Regions from separate parts of the Sus scrofa genome. Here region 2 is linked to region 1. A link is a contact called in public HiChIP or PLAC-seq data. All regions are on one chromosome and are shown on one strand. The core of a region is the stretch at or near the end of the contact, and the rest is flanking DNA. Distances in the headings are between cores, read along the strand shown. Region 1 holds the start of RNF157 (RING finger protein 157). Region 2 holds the start of WBP2 (WW domain-binding protein 2).

What was found. HiChIP or PLAC-seq counts read pairs in DNA pulled down with a chosen protein or histone mark.
Region 2: an H3K27ac HiChIP or PLAC-seq map of alveolar macrophages shows a contact between it and region 1. The contact joins the promoter of WBP2 here to the promoter of RNF157 in region 1. A contact is called at or near these places in 1 of 5 promoter capture datasets (fetal liver) and 1 of 2 datasets of contacts at active chromatin or transcription factors (alveolar macrophages).

Annotation. Positions count from the first base shown.
Region 1 is chr12:5,223,827-5,229,329 of Sscrofa11.1, reverse strand. RNF157 (RING finger protein 157) reads right to left here and starts at 3,352. Exons shown (of 19, transcript XM_003357958.4): 1 at 3,104-3,352. The coding sequence starts at 3,191.
Region 2 is chr12:5,562,520-5,568,022 of Sscrofa11.1, reverse strand. WBP2 (WW domain-binding protein 2) reads right to left here and starts at 2,911. Exons shown (of 9, transcript XM_003131191.5): 1 at 2,755-2,911; 2 at 85-193. The coding sequence starts at 2,813.

The sequences.
Region 1 (5,503 bases), core at 2,103-4,602:
AATTTTTAAGTACACAAAGGTTTGCTGACTGGGACGTGAATATTCTGATTCCTATTTTCTGTGTTTTTCCTCTAACTTACATAATTTGGTCCACTTGCTACAGAGATTGCTCTCATACAAAAGCTCTGATTAAAAATAATTTCCTAGGGGAGTACCCTTCATGGCTCAGTGGTTAACGAAGCCGACTAGGAACCATGAAGTTGCGGGTTCCATCCCTGGCCTTGCTCAGTGGCTTAAGGATCCAGCATTGCCATGAGCTGTGGTGTAGGTCACAGACATGGCTCGGATCCCATGTTGCTGTGGCTCTGGCGAAGGCCGGCGGCTACAGCTCCCATTCGACCCCTAGCCTGGGACCTCTATATACGGCAGGAGCGGCCCTAGAAATGGCAAAAAGACCAAAAAAAAAAAAAATTTCCTAGGAGTTCGCATCATGGCTCAGCAGAAATGAATCTGACTAGTATCCATTAGGACGCAGGTTCAATCCCTGGCCTCACTCAGTGGGTTTAAGGATCTGGCGTTGCTGTGGCTGTGGTGTAGGCAGGCAGCTGTAGCTCTGATTGGCCCCCTAGCCTAGGAACTTCCATAGGCCTTGGGTGTGGCCCTAAAAAGCCAAAAATAATAATAAAAATAATTTTTTTTTTTGGTTTTTTAAATTGTCCTTTTTAGGGCCGCACCCGTGGCATATGAAGGTTCCCAGGCTAGGGGTCCAATCGGAGCTGTTGCTGCCGGCCTACGCCAGAGCCACAGCCACGCCAGATCCGAGCCACGTCTGCGACCTACACCACAGCTCCCGGCAACGCTGGATACTTAACCCACTGAGCAAGGCCAGGGATTGAACCAGCAACCTCATGGTTCCCAGTCAGATTTGTTTCCACTGCACCATGATGGGAACTCCAAAAAAAGCAATAATAATTTTTTTAAATTATCTTTTTATTCAAATTCTGTATATATTGAATGTGATTCTGACCCTGAGTGTGAATTTGTGAGATTTTTTTTTTTTTTTTTGTCTTTTTGCTATTTCTTTGGGCCGCTCCCGCAGCATATAGAGGTTCCCAGGCTAGGGGTCGAATCAGAGCTGTAGCCGCCGGCCTTCACCAGAGCCGCAGCAACACGGGATCCGAGCCGTGTCTGCGACCTACACCACAGCTCACAGCAACACCGGATCCGTAACCCACTGAGCAAGGCCAGGGACCGAACCCGCAACCTCATGGTTCCCAGTCGGATTCATTAACCACTGCACCACGACGGGAACTCCAATAATAATTTTTAAAACAACTTCCCGTTAGATAAAACTTAAAAGACTGGTAGAGTAGAAAGGACAATTTACGGCCATAGGCACTGAAGTGACAGTGCTGGTTAAGAAAAGTTTTAGTTTTGGTCCGTTACCCTTTCACTACTATCATCCAAGATTCATACTTGTATTAATATCCTCTGGGGACCAGCCTCCCAGTGAAATACCCGTGCTTACTCCCATCTGTGAGGAGTGGTGCACACCCTTCTGAGGAGGCAACCTTTACTGAAACCCCTAAGCTCAGCAAAACACACTCCATATTCTGATCGATAAAAGCGCAGTGATTTCAGAAAAGAAAAATCCACAGATTCTTGTGTCTATGGAAAAGCAAGACGCATGCTTTCCTGAGCACTGGTTTCATACAGTCATAATTCAACCGGCGTTTTATTAAAACACTAAGGACCCATGGCTTTATCTTGGCCTGTCCTAAAGCATATTCATCTCTGCAAGGATTCATTCTCTGGCACAAAAGCAGCGAGCAACACAGCTCCGGCCCACACCCTGCAGGGGGCAGGTTCATTGTCTGGTCCCTGCTTTCACCTGGCACAAACCGGACACACCGCTGAGAAACCAGCTCCTCTCATTAGCATGTCTTTATTCTACCGCTGCAGTTCTGATCTCTCTCCAAGATCATGAAAATCCTCCTTGGGTCCTAAGCCAAAGAGAAGATGGGAGCCATGAGTCCCCAGGAGTCTTGAGAAAAGCAATGAAAAATGAAGAGCAGAGAGTTAGGTCATGTGCCAGCAGTTCGGAATTGGCTAGTTCTTTTCTTCTCTTTTTTGTTTTTAGTTATTCTTCAATGTTTTTAACTTTTAAATTGAAGTATAATTGATTTACAATATCGTGTTAGTTTCAGGTGTACAGCAGTGGTTCGATTTTATATAGATATAATATAGATATACATATAGTTTAATAATATATGTATATATATTTTTTCCAGAATCTTTTCCCTTAAAGGTTATTACAAAATCCTGAGTCAAGTTCCCTGTACGACACAGTAAGTCCTTGATGTGATCCTCTTGTGCTGTCAAAATCCTCCCCCAGCTCCAATATTTATGCTACAAACCAGAGGCTGAGACATTTATCCCTTTAATGATTCTAAAAACAAAGAGAATCCTTCTCTACATTTTAAATAGCTGTGCCCTGTCCCAGAGCCATCCTCATTCCAAAAAGCAGGCTTGTCACTCCTCCAGCCAAGTAACAACCCGAGTGACTCTGCTACGTAGAGCCCCCAATATTTCTGTTCGACACCCTTGTTCTTCCGACAGCCTCTCGAAAAGCATCAGCACCACGGAAAAGGCATTTTCGGCCTCCACCCTCCAGCAGGCAGTGGCAGCTTTCCCTGGAGAAACCTCATTCAAACCTGCGCCTGTCCCTCCCTCACCGGAGGCCTGGATGTGCTGACCTGTGCCAGCACCCAGCACAGGTGCCTGCTTCGGACGCCGAGCCCGCCTCCCCCAACCCGCAGCCCCCCGAGGGGAACGGGGACCCGGGCGGGAAGGAGCGGACTCCGTGCTGCGGACGGCGGGGACCTGGCCTGCAACGAGGCACCCCGCCCCTCGGGAGCCGCAGTCTCCCCAGCGCACGTCTCTGTCACAGGACGCATTGCGTCCGGGCCGCCCGCGTCCCCCGGCGGAGGGGCTGCCCACCCTCGCGACCGCCCCGGGCCCTAAAGCACCGCTCCAGGCCTCCTGCTAGACATCCCACCCTCCAAGATCGCACTGCAGCGCCGTCGGCCCCTGGGCCCGCCGGCCCCCCGGCGTCCCGGTGCGGGAGCCTCGCGACCTCCTCCCAGCCCCGGGCCGCGCTCACCGGACTTGGGCGGGTAGCGGTACACGGAATTGGACGGGATGTCCACCTCCTCGACGCCCGCGTGCTGCCGGCTGGTCAGGGCCCCCATGGCCGCTGCGCCCGCGCCGCCCGCGCCTCACCGCGGCCGCTTGCCCCGCGCCGGCTGCGGGGGTCGGCTGCCCGCCGCGGCCCGCTCGGCCTCGGCGCTGCGGCTCTGGCGGCGGGGAGCCCCCGGCGCGCCGCGCACCATCCTCCGCCGGGCCCCGCGGCGGCGCCTGTGCCGAGGGGGGCTGCGGGCTGGGCCGGGGGCGCCGCCGCCGCCTCAGGCCGCGTGATGTCAGCGGCGGCTCGCGCGCGGGGACCGCGGCGGCCACGGCCAATGGCGGGGCGGGGCGGGAGGGTCCGCGCGGCGCCAGCCAATGGGCGGCGGGACGCGGCGGAGCGGCGGCCGGGCGCGCGGCGAGGGCTGGAGGGGCCGAGGACGCGGCGCCCCCGGAGCCCGCTGGCGCGGTTCCGGCGGCCTCGCGGGAGCCGCCTCCTCGAGGGGCGTTCGCGCACCCTGGTCCCCAGCATCCGAAAGGCGCACGCGGCTTCCCCGCCTGGCGGAGGCTCTCTCCAGCCCCGTCCCTCGACATGTGCCAAAGCCGATGGTCACAAACCCGCAGAGGGGCGCCCTCCGCCTCCCAGGCGGGCAGTGGGGGTGGGTTCCCGCCCCGAGCGCCTCAGCCCCTCAGGGGCTCCCAGGGGTCGGGTAGACTGGTCAGTGCCGGTGACCCTCCAGGAAAACGTCGCCATCCCTCTCACCTAGTTCCTTTCAAGGCGCCGAGCTCTATGCTTGTTCTGTTTACGGGTCCCTTGGGCAGCTCCTGTAACCCTGAAGTTGGGAGACCATCGGCCCAAGAGGAGAAGGAGACAAGGCCCCTCGGACCGCACCTTTGGGAAACTTTGGGAAGAAGGGCGTTAATGCAGGGGAACTGGAGTGGGGCCAGAGCACACCAACCGTGGAACACCTGGGCAGGCAGAAGACCTCATTCTAAACCTAATTGCAGACATTTGTGTTTTAAACCCTTTATGCTATTTCTGTTTTGGCGGGCTTTTTCCTGAGAGAGTAAACTGATCTGCGAAAACTTCAATTTCAAGAACGTGGTTTCAGCAACCTTTCAGCAAGGGGTTCCAAGTACAGTTTGGGGAGTCAAGGTCCCTTGATTAAGCTTTTAAAGCCATCCATAGAGCATCTTTCCTGATGATTCTCTGTGTTTTTCTTGTTTTTAACAGCCGCACCTGTGGCATATTTGAGTTCCCGGCCTAGGGGTCAAATAGGAGCTGCAGCTGAGGTCTATGCCAAGGCCAAGGCAACTCTAGATCCTTAACCCACTGAGCGAGGCCAGGGGTCAAACCTGCATCCTCACATCGGCAACAATGGGTCCTTAACCCCCTGAGCCACAAAGGAAACTCCCTTTCATATTTTTCATTGCCCTCTTTTCAGCTTCATACCTAGTAGCAAAGATACCAACTCCCATGGAGTTCCCATTGTGGTTCAGTAGTAAAAACTAGTATCCACAGGATACAGGTTCAATCCCTGGCCTCGCTCAGTGGGTTAAGGATCTGGTGTTGCCCCAAGCTGCAGCACAGGTCGCAGATGTGGCTCGGATCTGGTGTGGCTGTAGCTGTGGCTATGATTTAACCCCTAGCTTGGGAACTTCCATATACCCTGGGTGTGGCCCTAAACACACACACACACACACACACACACACACACACACACACACACACACACACACAGAAACCAGCTCCAGTTGCCATGGTTTTTCTCCAAGTTCCCCAGGGTGGCAGGAACACATGTCTGTCATTTTTATCAACTGACAGGCTGACTCAGGCCTAAGCCACAGGGTAAGTTCCTGGCCCAGACAGACCTATGTGCAGCCTCTCTCAAACCCCAGGGCTCCCTGGCGGAGCTCAGAGCCCTCCCTCTAGCCCTTGACCCTAACCACTAGAAGGCTCTTGGACATACCTTTGGAAGGGAACTGATGCCCTGCTTTCACCATACCCAGACCCTACAGTGTAATTACTTGGTAAAGATAAAATACAAGCCATGAAGAATCTAGAGCCGCCTCAGAGTAAAAGGCCTTATAATCTTAGACTCTGTTCAGAAGTCTAAGACTCTTCTAAGAAGTCAGAATCTTCGCCTCTGTTTGTCCTTCCTGCCCTCAGCATTGGGTAAAGGGGACACCATCCCCTGAAAGGGTTTACCCGTGTCTGCAGGTTTCTTTGTCCCAGCCAGAGCCCGGCAGCAGATTAATTGCAAGGATCTGTTCTGATCCCCCGTGAACCAGCTCTGAGCTTGGGAAGCAGGTTCCTTCCCCATCCTGGATAACACTCAAGCCTGTAATTTGGTCCCTCCTCCCACAAACGGTTCATGAA
Region 2 (5,503 bases), core at 1,662-4,161, 340 kb before region 1:
GAGACTCCCAAGGCTGAGGCTGACCTCACAGTGGCCTCCAGGGGCCACGAGCCGCCAAACCAACCACCTCGCTGTGCAACTTACCCGGTACGGGGTAAGGTAGACGGTGCCTTTCTTGGTGCCTTTGAAGGCCTCGGGCACATTCCTCATGTCACTGAAGGTCAGCTCTACATGGTCACAGGACGTGAGAATGCTGAGGAGAGAAGCGGAAAGGCCCCGATGAGAAAGGCTGGAGTCCCGCTCCGTCACCCCCAGGGCCTGGACCCTCCCGGTGAGCAGGTGCCGACCAGGAGTTGCCAGCACGTTGTCTGTTTCAGCCGCTGCGAGGAAACGACAATCGCAGCGTGGAAGAGAGGAGCGAGCTGGGGCTCTACAGACTCTCCCAAACCCCACGCACACAGCCTCTAAGTGCCAGAGCAGACAAGAGTGGCAGGGATCCGGAGACGCCGTAATCCTCAAGTCAGGTCAGATTATCTGGGTTAGCACTTTGCTTTTCTTCTAGGTCCTTAGCATAGGCGTTCCGGTTTGGGTGTGTTTTCTAAGCCTGCCACAGAAACATTTGAAGACATGACTCTGGCCATTAGCAAAGGGCGCGCGTCAGGGTTCCTTTAAGCCTAGGGTGCATGGAGTTCCCACTGTGGCTCAGCGGTAACGAACCCAACTAGTATCCATAGGGACGTAGGTTCAAGCCCTGGCCTTGCTCAGTGGGTTAGGATCCGGTGTTGCCATGAGCTGTGGTGTAGGTCGCAGACACGGCTCGGATCCTGTGTTGCTATGGCTCTGGCGTAGGCCGGCAGCTATAGCTCCGATTTGACCCCTAGCCTGGGAACCTCCATACGCCAAAGATGCGGCCCTGAAAAGACAAAAAAAACCCAAAAAACCCTGGGGTTCATAAGCTGGGTCTGCAGGGCTGTCAGTCCATAAGCCCTGGAGATGACGGTGTACCTGCATTTTTGGGGGGGACTCTGTAATTTTTGCCACTCTCAAAGGGGTTCATGACTTGAAGAGTATGGTTTACCCTTTTACACATCAAATTTTATTTATTTATTTATTTATTTTTTTGTCTTTTTGCCTTTCTAGGGCAGCTCCCACGGCATATGGAGGTTCCCAGGCTAGGGGTCTAATCGGAGCTGTAGCCACTGGCCTACGCCAGAGCCACAGCAACGCAGGATCCCCAACCCACTAAGCAAGGCCAGGAATTGAGCCCACAACCTCATGGTTCCTAGTCGGATTCGTTAACCACTGAGCACGACAGGAACTCCTACACATCAAATTTTAAATGCTGCATGTATAGTTCAATTACTGTTTCCACAATTCCTTTTTCTTTTTTCTGGGAAATGAAGCATCCTCTAAAACAAGGCACACCATTATTTAGCAGCACTGAGTCCTATGCCAGGGAGGAGGCCCAGCGGGATAAATACATTGTCCCAGAAAAGTGTCACTGAGAGGGAAAGAAACAGTCCCGGGATAGGTTCCCAAGGAGCATGAAAAGGGTTTGTCCAGGCCTGGGACTGGCTCACACACAGAGAGGCTACACACCAGGAGCAATGTGCGGTTTCTCTGATTTCAAGACAATGAGGTTCAAGTTCATACGGCTCCGTGTGTCTTCGTTCCCCTCCCAGATGACACAGCTTCCTTCACAGGGGAGAGGTGAGTGGGGAAAAGGACTGGAACCAGAAAAGAGCAGCAGAGCTCAGAGAAAAGAGGTCATTGCCAGGAAGAGTCGGACCTGGCAGACCCTGGGCAGGTGAGATGGAGGAAAAGTCAGTATTCTGAGGTCTGGGGCTCCCTAGGAACCTCCTCTGACTCATCAAGCTTTCCAAGGCGACAGCTCTGGGTTGGGTACTGCCTTAGCCAGCTATAGGCTCTGGTCCCACCAAACCTCGTCTGGGGGCTCAGATTCCTCTGCTCCTTCAAGAGGCGCTTTAGGGTCAGCCTAGCTCAACCAGAGCTGGCTGGTCTCATTCTCAATGCCGTCCAAGGAGAGAGAAAACTGACTGCGGATGGATAGGAAGAACCTTGATGTGGAAGACCTCTCTCTGGGAGTGATCCAAGCCAACAGGAAATCAGTAACCTGTCTGTCTGTCTGCAAAGACAGAGCTTTACAGAAAATGTTTTCGACATATGACAAATATTAATTACGTAATTTCACTTCTGGGCCTCGGTTTCCTATCTGGAAACTGAGCAGTTCCGGAATATACCGGAAGGCTACATACTGACAGTTAAGCCTACTGACTCTGGAATCAGACTCCTCTCCTGGTACTTTCAGCTCTGTGATTTCAGGCAAGTTACTTAACCTCTCCGTGCCTCACTATCTCGGCATGTAAATGCGTAGAGTAATAGCATCTGCCGAACAGGGCTCATGTACTTAAGCAGGTAAAAGAGGCGCCATCTCTGACTCATAGTAGCATAGTAAATACCCACGAAATGGTAATTATTTTTTGCCAAAGGCTCTCCCCATTTCTAAAGTCACCTACTCTGGGAAAAGGGCTCAAGAACTACCCGCAGGCCCCATGTGTCTCTCCGTACCCGGTCCCCGTCCAGCCGCCCCACCCTCACCCACAGCTGATCGCTACACCCCCGGCGGCTCCCTCACGACCCACCCACCTTCCTCCACCCCGCCCCCAGCCGTTACCCCCCATCCCCCCGTCAGGTCCCGTCTTCACGGGTTTACTTCCCACCGTCGACCGCCCAGCGCCTACACCCTCCACAACCGCCCTGCGGTTCTCCAGGGTCCTTGCGCAGTGTTTTCACCTCTCGGTGTTGTTGACGATCACTCCGCCGCCCTCCGAGTGATTCTTGTTGAGCGCCATGGTCTCTCGGAAAAGGGTCCCGAGACTCGACTCGAAACGCAGTGCGCTTGCGCCCTTCTTTGGCCCCGCCCCTAGTGGCGTCGTTCGTATTAGAGTCAGCCAATCACAGCTCTTGCGCGGAGGTTGGCCCTACCACCTGATCCGGCCATCACGTGCTAATAGTTTACTCCCGCTCCCCTCCCCGCTAGTTTCGCCTGCATCACAAACAAGTTCGAGACTACAATTCCCAGAAGCACTGCTCGCCCACCTCGACCTCTCCCTAGGCTAGTGGACGGACGCATGCTGGAACTTGTAGTCTCACAGACTCTAGGCGTGGATTGACTCCACTAATTGCATAACTCATCAGCTTGCGCACTTCCCACCCTCTTCCACCCAGTCGACCAAAGGACTGAAATAAACAGTTGCGCGAGTCACAGAGGAGTTAGTCATAAAGGCCCTGGACGTGAAGGCTGCTGTGTGCAGCGGTGACCGTTTACTGGGGCACCTTCTTTCAGCCCACGAATGTTTATTTTCTTATTTTTATTTTTTAGGGCCGCACCTGCGGCATATGGAGGTTCCCAGGCTAGGGGTCCAAGTGGAGCTGTAGCTGATGGCCTACGCCACAGCTCACAGCAACAACAGAGCCCCACCACTGAGCGAGGCAGGGGATCGAACCTGCCTCTTCATGGACACTAGTTCGGCTTGTCAACCACTGAGGCATGATGGGACTCCCCACAAACGTTTAGGGAACGCTTTCTACATGACTTTGTCCCTCCTTCCCCCGCAGCCCAACCCACTTAAGTAACCGCTGAGATATATAGATGAGTGCAGGACCCAGTCTTTGTTCCAGGATGTGATGGGCTGGCTGACTGGCAGAAGGGAATCCGGAAAAACTGCCTTCTCTTCCAGGAAATCAAAGCCACACCCTCCGAGGTGGGCGGTGAGACTCACCGCGCTGGGAGAGGAACCTGGGTCCAGCGGCCACACCTCACCGCCGCCTCCACCACAGCTGGCCTCGCGTGGCGCTGCTCCCTCTAGAATGTTCAGGCTTTGCAATTGGGCTCCCCAGCATTTTCCAGGCCAGAAGATTTAAACCAGAATTCAAGTAACTGAATGGATCTGGGCACAATGCAAGACGGGGAGCTTACAAAATAGGGCTGATCATCGTGACCCAGCACTACTACCCCCTCGGGGGGGGCGGGGGGGGAGCCCCTGTGGTTGTGTAAACTCCCCCACCTCTGAGGTGAATCTTTGTGGGAAATGTGGGAGGGGGGTGTCCCACCTGGCAGTGCTGGTGCATCTTTAATCTTAAGTGATCAGAGTTGGATTTTAAGCAGACAGCTGATTTCCTGACAGATAGTGTCCCACGGTGGGATCCACCTGCCTAATTTTCCTTTTGAGTCAGATTCCCTAGGTGAAGGATGAAAAACTAGAAAATATTATGAAACAGGGACCAGCCCCTGGAGGTCTTGTGCAAAACCAAGTTGGACCTTGCAGAATACGTGCAAGGAAGAAGTGCATCATGGACATGATAAAATCTGCCCTGAAAGGTTAGGTTAATTTCTCTACATGCAATCTTAGCAGTGGTGGAAAGAATGAAGTCAGGAGTTCCCTGGTGGTGCAGCAGACTGAGGATCAGACATTGTCACTGCTGTGCCACAAGTTTGTCTTTTATTTTTTTCCTAGGGCCACACCCATGGCACATGGAGGTTCCAGGCTAGGGGTGAAGCCGGCCTACCTCACAGCTCACGGCAACGCCAGATTCTGAACCCGTGAGCGAGGCCAGGGATGGAACCTGCAACCTCATGGTTCCTAGACGGAGTCCTTAACCACTGAACCACGATGGGCACTCCCCTGTGGTGCAGGTTTGATCCTTGCCCCAGGAGCTTCTCCATGCCACTGGGTAGGGCCAAAAAAGAAAGAATGAGGTCAAATTCTCTGTGCTGATATGGAAAGAGTGCTAAACGGAGTTCCCGTCATGGCGCAGTGGTTAATGAATCCGACTAGGAACCATGAGGTTCGATCCCTGGCCTCGCTCAGTGGTTAAGGATCTGAAGTTGCTGTGAGCTGCGGGGTAGGATGCTATGGCTCTGGCGGAGGCCAGCAGCTGTAGCTCCAACTGGACCCCTAGCCTAGGAACCTCCATATGCTGTGGGTGCCACCCTAAAAAAACAAACGAAAAAGAGTGCTAAGGTTTGTCAGGACAGAGTGGTGAATACATATACTTCCACATCTAAGTCTAGATATTACATTTTGGAAAGATCCACCAGACATTGTTTTTTTAGCATTATCCCATTGAGGCACAGCTCTGGGAATTAAGGTTGGCAGGCGACTCCTTGTGTATTGTATGCTCTTGTGTACTGTTTTGTTTACTGTGCATATTTTATTATTATTATTATTATTTTTGCTTTTTAGGGCCACACTTGAGGCATATGGAGGTTCCCAGGCTAGGGTCGAATTGGAGCCATAGCCACTGGCCTACGCCAGAGCCACAGCAATGCGGGATCTGAGCCTCGTCTGCAACCTACACCACAGCTCACGGCAACGCCAGATCCTTAACCCAATGAGCAAGGCCAGGGATCAAACCTGCAACCTCATGGTTCCTAGTCAGATTTGTTAACCACTGCATCCCTACGGGAACTCCAATTTTTTTTTTTTTAAATAAGGGAGTTCCCGTTGTGGCTCAGTGGTAACAAACCCAACTAGTATCC